Regions from separate parts of the Acanthopagrus latus genome. Here region 1 is linked to region 2. A link is a contact called in public Hi-C data. All regions are on one chromosome and are shown on one strand. Each heading gives the region's core, a stretch centred on a gene start, on an enhancer-like site or on the middle of the called end of the contact. The rest is flanking DNA. Distances are from core to core; before and after follow the strand shown. Region 1 holds the start of LOC119013405 (solute carrier family 35 member F2-like). Region 2 holds the start of aqp11 (aquaporin-11).

What was found. A called contact is a pair of places that touch in the nucleus more often than the background predicts.
Region 1: a contact with region 2 is called in a Hi-C map of muscle, with 6 times the contacts expected there. The contact joins the promoter of LOC119013405 here to the promoter of aqp11 in region 2. A contact is called at or near these places in 3 of 4 Hi-C or Micro-C datasets (all in muscle).

Annotation. Positions count from the first base shown.
Region 1 is chr2:2,618,189-2,621,532 of fAcaLat1.1, forward strand. LOC119013405 (solute carrier family 35 member F2-like) reads left to right here and starts at 2,013. Exons shown (of 8, transcript XM_037087900.1): 1 at 2,013-2,218. The coding sequence starts at 2,118.
Region 2 is chr2:2,483,437-2,486,408 of fAcaLat1.1, forward strand. aqp11 (aquaporin-11) reads left to right here and starts at 1,673. Exons shown (of 3, transcript XM_037118597.1): 1 at 1,673-2,972.

The DNA of each region.
Region 1 (3,344 bases), core at 763-3,262, 140 kb after region 2:
TTACTTTGATATTGTAATCAGGTGAATTCAGGTAATCTGGACACCTCAGCTCAAATGTTACTGTTTTCTGTTCTGTACTTTTACCATAAAATTAATTAAATTAAATGTGAATGAAATCACATGACTTCATGGGGGTGAGGTCACAGAAAGGACAGGGCACGTGTACATATTATGTATACAAGAATCTATGTCTTACTTTTTTATTATATTGTTTATTTTTTACTATTATTGTTCTTTATTGTTAAATTGAACTGTCCTTAAGCTGCTGTGACACACAAATATCCCTGTTTGCAGGACCAGTAAAGTAGTTCTGATTCTGAATCTGAGTCAATCATGATCCCTGGGAATTGCACGACTTAATATTCTGATCAGTCATAAATAAGGAAATTATTCTAAGACTTTATGGCATTATGTTTGTTTTGGGACGTCACATGGTTCTGACATCAGAGCAGCCTAAAGTGCACTAACAAAGGAAAGTGTATCGACCCTGATGTCCAGTAGGTGGCGCCTGCTTGACACAGTTCCCCCAGGTTTGACAACTCCTATCTCCCACTGTCTGAGAGCGCACCTGAAAGCATCCCACTGTGTCAAAATCCCTAGCAGAGAAAAAGAATAAGTATATTTCACCAAACTTTGATGTGGAATAAAAAACGTTCTAACATAAGTAGTAAAAAATAATAATTATTGTTCTCTGGTAAGAATTTGATAAAGTATTACTCGAAAAGTACACAGTAAAAGTACTTTATATTGTGCATGCAGGTAGTCTGGGAAGTACTATGTTCAGCAGTATATGAATCTTGGACTACTTATGGAAAATGTGTTTTTTAATTTTCATTCCACATCAAAGTTGGGCAAAATATCCCCTTTTCTCTGTTAAGGACTCTGACACATTCAATTCTGACAGGATTTAATAAAAAAAATAAACTTTATTTCTATAGCACTTTTAAAAGCAAGGTTTACAAAGTGCTTTGACAGACAAAGCAAGAATACAATTTACAATTACAAAGGACGATAAAATAGATTGCATGAAATGATTTTAATAACAGAGGAAAAAAAACGTAGAACAGAACTCAAAGACAGTTGAAGTAAAAATAAACATACAAGGACCACATCACATAAAGGCAAGTCTATAAAAGTGGGTTTTAAGAAGTGATTTAAAAGAATTTAATAATATATTTTTAAAGAATATATACAATTGGAAGCTTAGATGTTGCTGGACAAACTGTAAGGAGCCATTTTACATAGTAAACAAGGATCTGTAAAATGATGGACACATTTTTTGGAGCATCGTGTCATAACTGGAGCCAGTTAGTCCAGTGAAATTTGAAAAGTCTAGAAGTCTCTGTTTGCCGTCTAACAAAGAACATAGTATTTCTAGTTTCGCCTAATTTGGCACAAATAATGGTTTATTACATCTGTATTAGATTACTTAGGGTATGACTGTGTATATCTACTGCATAATATTTCTATTTCTTTTTGTCTACATTGACAAAAAAGTACAGCTTATTACATATTATTAATGAACTCTGAAATAAAGGGCGGCCAGACATTTTGCTGGTGCTTTTCTCCCTCTCCCTCCCACAGAGAGTTTTCTCTATTCAAACTTACTTACGCACACAATTTCTTGAGAAATGTTCTAGTTTTGCATCTTAACCTTCAAGGTACCTTTCAAATTAATGTAATTGAGTAAAAAAGTACAATATTTACAATACTTTAATTTGTTGTGGAATAGAAGTGTAAAGTAATATAACATGTAGGAAGTATGTAGATAAAGTACTTGAGTTGATGTAGTTAGTTTCCACCATTTCCATAAAAATCACACCATGATCAACTGAGTTACTTTTCCTCCAACACGAGTCGTTGTATCATCAGCAGATAACAGCTGAGAGTGAAAACAAGTGGAAGCGCGGTGATGATTTCTTTAAATGCTTCTTTCATCATCAGTTCTTATCTGAAAGTGCTGCAGGCTGTCTTCAACTCGCTCCTGAAGATAAGTGAAAGATTGATCTTTGCCCTCTGGGTCCATTAATCATTCAGCTCTGGCACAGTGAAAGTCAAGGATTTAAAAGCTCCCAACAGTGAAAACTCAGAGAGGAATCCTCCGTCAGTGCAGCAACATGGATACTAAACAGCCTGAGGGAGCATCCAGAGATGAAGACCGGAAGAGTGGATTCATGATGAGGGTCAGGAAATTCAACCTCAAGGAAGTTTTGACCTGGTGAGTGGACGAGACGGGAAGAGAAGCAAGCTGGAGGGAAAAGTTAGTACAAACGTTTCTGTGTTTCTGTGGAGCAGAGATGAAGTCAGCAGTCTGAGGTGGAGAAGGTACACTTATGTTCAAACAGTGGTGCTGTTACTTTTCTGATATTTTAATTCAATTTTAGTAAAATTACTCACTTTAAAGTCTACTGAAGATTTTATGGAAAGTAACTTAATACATTTATTCAGTAACTGCACTCAACTTTTAGATACTTGTACTTTTTACTTGTGTATTTCTATTTCATACTTTATTTAACTGCAGTTCAGAGGTGAACATTACACTGTTTACTCCTGAATGAATCTGATAACTTAAGTTTCTTTGCAGATTAATAAAACAAAATATACTCAACAAATAAATTGGCTTATTATCATTAATTGATGCCAAGGACAAACTTAACAAGCAATGCTGCAGTGTGTAAAATAATTTAAACCATCATTACAAATCATGAAAGTGATCTACACATTAATGCATTGGTAATTACATTACTATAATATGATGTGATACAATATAATATTCATATTTCTGAAATGGTACATTCTAAATCATAAGTAATTTTACTAATTTATGCAGGCCTGTATTTTGAAGCGAGAACTTCTGCTCATTTATTTAAGTATAACAGATTTTTATTGATAATAGAGTAAAACTTTATTTACATAACCTCTTTCATGTTACAGCGCGCTTCACAAAACCAAAATACAAAGCACATAAAACCAGCTGAGAGCAACAGAGACTCAACCCAGAGAGCACAAAGAGAGTAAAACATGATTTTTGGTGGGTTTTGTCTTGGAACAGACGATATGATCTGCACTGTGGTGCTGCTTCTCTTCCTCAGTAAAAGATCTGTGCACTATTTAACAGACATTTAAAATGCAGTCAGGGTGAAGTTATTCATTCTTCAGCAGACACTCCTTGATGTGATGTATTTGTGCGAGTCTTAGGTGACACAGTCGAGGTTCAGTGATCTGTAAACTGTAAGTGATGACGTAAACAACACGATTGCTCGTGAAAATAATGTTGAAAAACAAAACATTTTCCTGTAGAAGAAGGAAGAATATGGAAGAGGCCACAGATGAGCTGGTAGATC
Region 2 (2,972 bases), core at 423-2,922:
ATAAGAACGACTACACGTCAGAGGTTGGAAAAAACTACTCACTGGTGCTTTCATCACTTCAGTTAAATCACTCAGGTAATTACGATTGTAAAATCTACAACCATGTTCAAATGTATCACCTGGTGGTGTGCCCCAAATCTGGCCCACCTACTGTCGAGCTCTTCTCAGAAGGAGACAACGTCACTTTCAGATGCAGAGGTCGGACAGAGGGTAGCTGGCACCACTGGTTCATCAAGTCAAACCAAACAGAAGACAGACTCTTGTATTTATATGATTTAACACCTGATTCTGATCTGAAGAGCAGACTGAGCAGATTTAGAGATGATGGCTTGTTGACTCTCTCTAATGTCTTACTGGAAGACACAGGAGAGTACTGGTGTGTTGTGATGGGACCAGATGGACTTTGTGTGTCATTGTCCAGAACTGTTCTGAAGTCCAGAGAGCCCTCTGGGATGGACTTCACCCTCTACACGGTGAGGTCCTCACTGCTCCCTGGTCTGCTGGTGATCCTCTGTGTTGTTGTGGTGGCTGTGAACCAGAGGACCAGGAGAGGAGAGCAGCGTCCAGCTCAGACAGACACTTAATAAACAAACTGTATGTTCATACTTACTCATCATCATGGTTTATCACCTGTTGTACATGTAGGTACTCATTTCATCTTTGATACAGGAGGTTCTATATTATATATTATGATATTATATGATATTACATTATATTATATGATATATGATATGATATGATATGATATGATATGATATGATATGATATGATATGATATTATATTATATTATATTATATTATATTATATTATATTATATTATATTATATTATATGTTGATGGTTAAACTTGAGAGAAAGATGGAGACAGGTTATTGTTATTATAATTACTAATAATAGTAGTTGTAGTATTATTATCAGACTAGTAGACATTTTCTTGTTGTCCTGTTGTTGTTAAGTATGTAAGTTAAAATAGATAAAAAGAGGGGTAACACTTCATAATAACATTGTATAAAAAAATATTAAATCAAATTAAATTGTCGCAATAAATAAAACTAAATGTGATAATGTTATTGATATTGATAGCATGGGAATAAATAGCTGACAGTTGTAATATTAATAATGATAATAACAGAAATACTAATTATAGTTTTAAGGATGTATATTGATGTATAGTGAGTATATAGAAGTAATCTTTGAACTTTCCACTGAAGGTGTATTTTTTAATCTTTTTACTTAAAATTAAATCTTGTTCTGATGATTTTGTTTTTTAACTGTATGTGAAGGAATCTGAGTTGGCTTTTATGCATTTATATATATAATAACTGTATCTTGTAGTGTTGTTAGTGCTGTATAACTGTTATTATACTTCGGTCTGTATCAGTCATCTGTATAAATGATCAATACATGTTGATACCCAGTTTTTACTGTGTTGATTGTTACTTCTGACTGTAATTATTATAAGTAACTCATCTCTCAGTGTGCAAAATATTTCTTAAAGTCAGATTTACTCCGTTCATATCATAGTTTTTATCAGTGCCTGTAGTGTTTTGAACGGCAGCGTGTTGCCGCTACAATACAAAAAGAAAAACAGTTCAGTATCATGTTATAATGTGAAAAGTTTATTGTTGTAATAAAAATGTTGTTTTAACATGACAATGTAAAATATCTTTAATAACATTAAAATATCTTGTCATTGCTTATCCCTTTCCATGGGGTCATGGGGTGTTGCTGCTGGAGCCAATCCCAGCCTTGTCTCAGGGCGAGGGCAGGGTACTTGGACAAGTCGCCAGCTCATCACAGGGCCTTACTGATGAGCACTGTGGGGACCTTTTGATCACTAGTCGACCGGCTCTGCCCGCTGAGCTACAGCCGCCCCATTAAAATATCTTATTACATGAAATGTTTTATAACAGTAAGTTATCACATTTCAACAAGAAGTGTTTGCTGTTATAATGTGATCAGTTTGTATCTCATAATATGAAAATGTCTGTTTATCATGTAAAGAGCTGTTATCATTTTAAATATTCTTGGAACATTTTACTGTTTTTATTATGTTCAATAAATTGTATTTCAAAATGAATGAAAATGTATCTTGCTGCATTTTATTACTCTCTATCAGTCATTTTAATGTCTACAATAAATATTGATTTCTGAATGCTCATATAAGAGTGACAGAAGTTGTGTGAACAGGTCTGATAGCAGCTTCAGTCGAGGAAAAAGCAGAAAATATCAGTAAACTGGATTATAGCTCCCAAACTTTTATTACAAGCGTCAACATTTAAACTTTAACATCCATCTCACCAGGACGGATTAAATCCCTCATCACTAACATCTCCTGTGATAAACACACAGGTCCTGATGAGGGAAACACTTTGAAAACCAAAATATGACAGAATATTATAGTGATTATTTAAGGGAGCTGTCTGTCTGAGTGTGTTTATTTCTCCTCATTAATCTGCTGCATGTTGTTTGTGGATCTGATGGAGACACATAAGAACACAACCACATGCATCTGTTATCACTCATCTAAACATATGAATATATACAGTCAGTGTACTTAAAGGATGTGATCCCATGACAGCATCCACACACCAGTCACTGATCCACTAACTGGTTTCAGCTTGGACCAGTCTGAACTGGTTTCACAGACTTGTTTGCTGCTCAAAGCGATTCTGTTTTGCCTCGTAAATAACTATTCTAACATTACCGTCCAACGTGCTGAAGCGCACAAACCTTAAAAAGAATCGGAGAGGGAAGAGAAGAAACGGCAGGATGAAAAAGAGTAAGAGAAGCAGCGATACCAGGTCGAGGAGGAGGAAAAGTGGGGAGCTCGGTCACTTCCGCACCATGTGAGCTACCGGGGCTGAAGCTAATTTGCTCCCGATTGGACCCCGCATCCTCCGGGACAGAGCAGCAGCAGCAGCCCGGCACAGCGAGGCTCTGATCACAGGAGGAAGTGAGATTGATCGGTA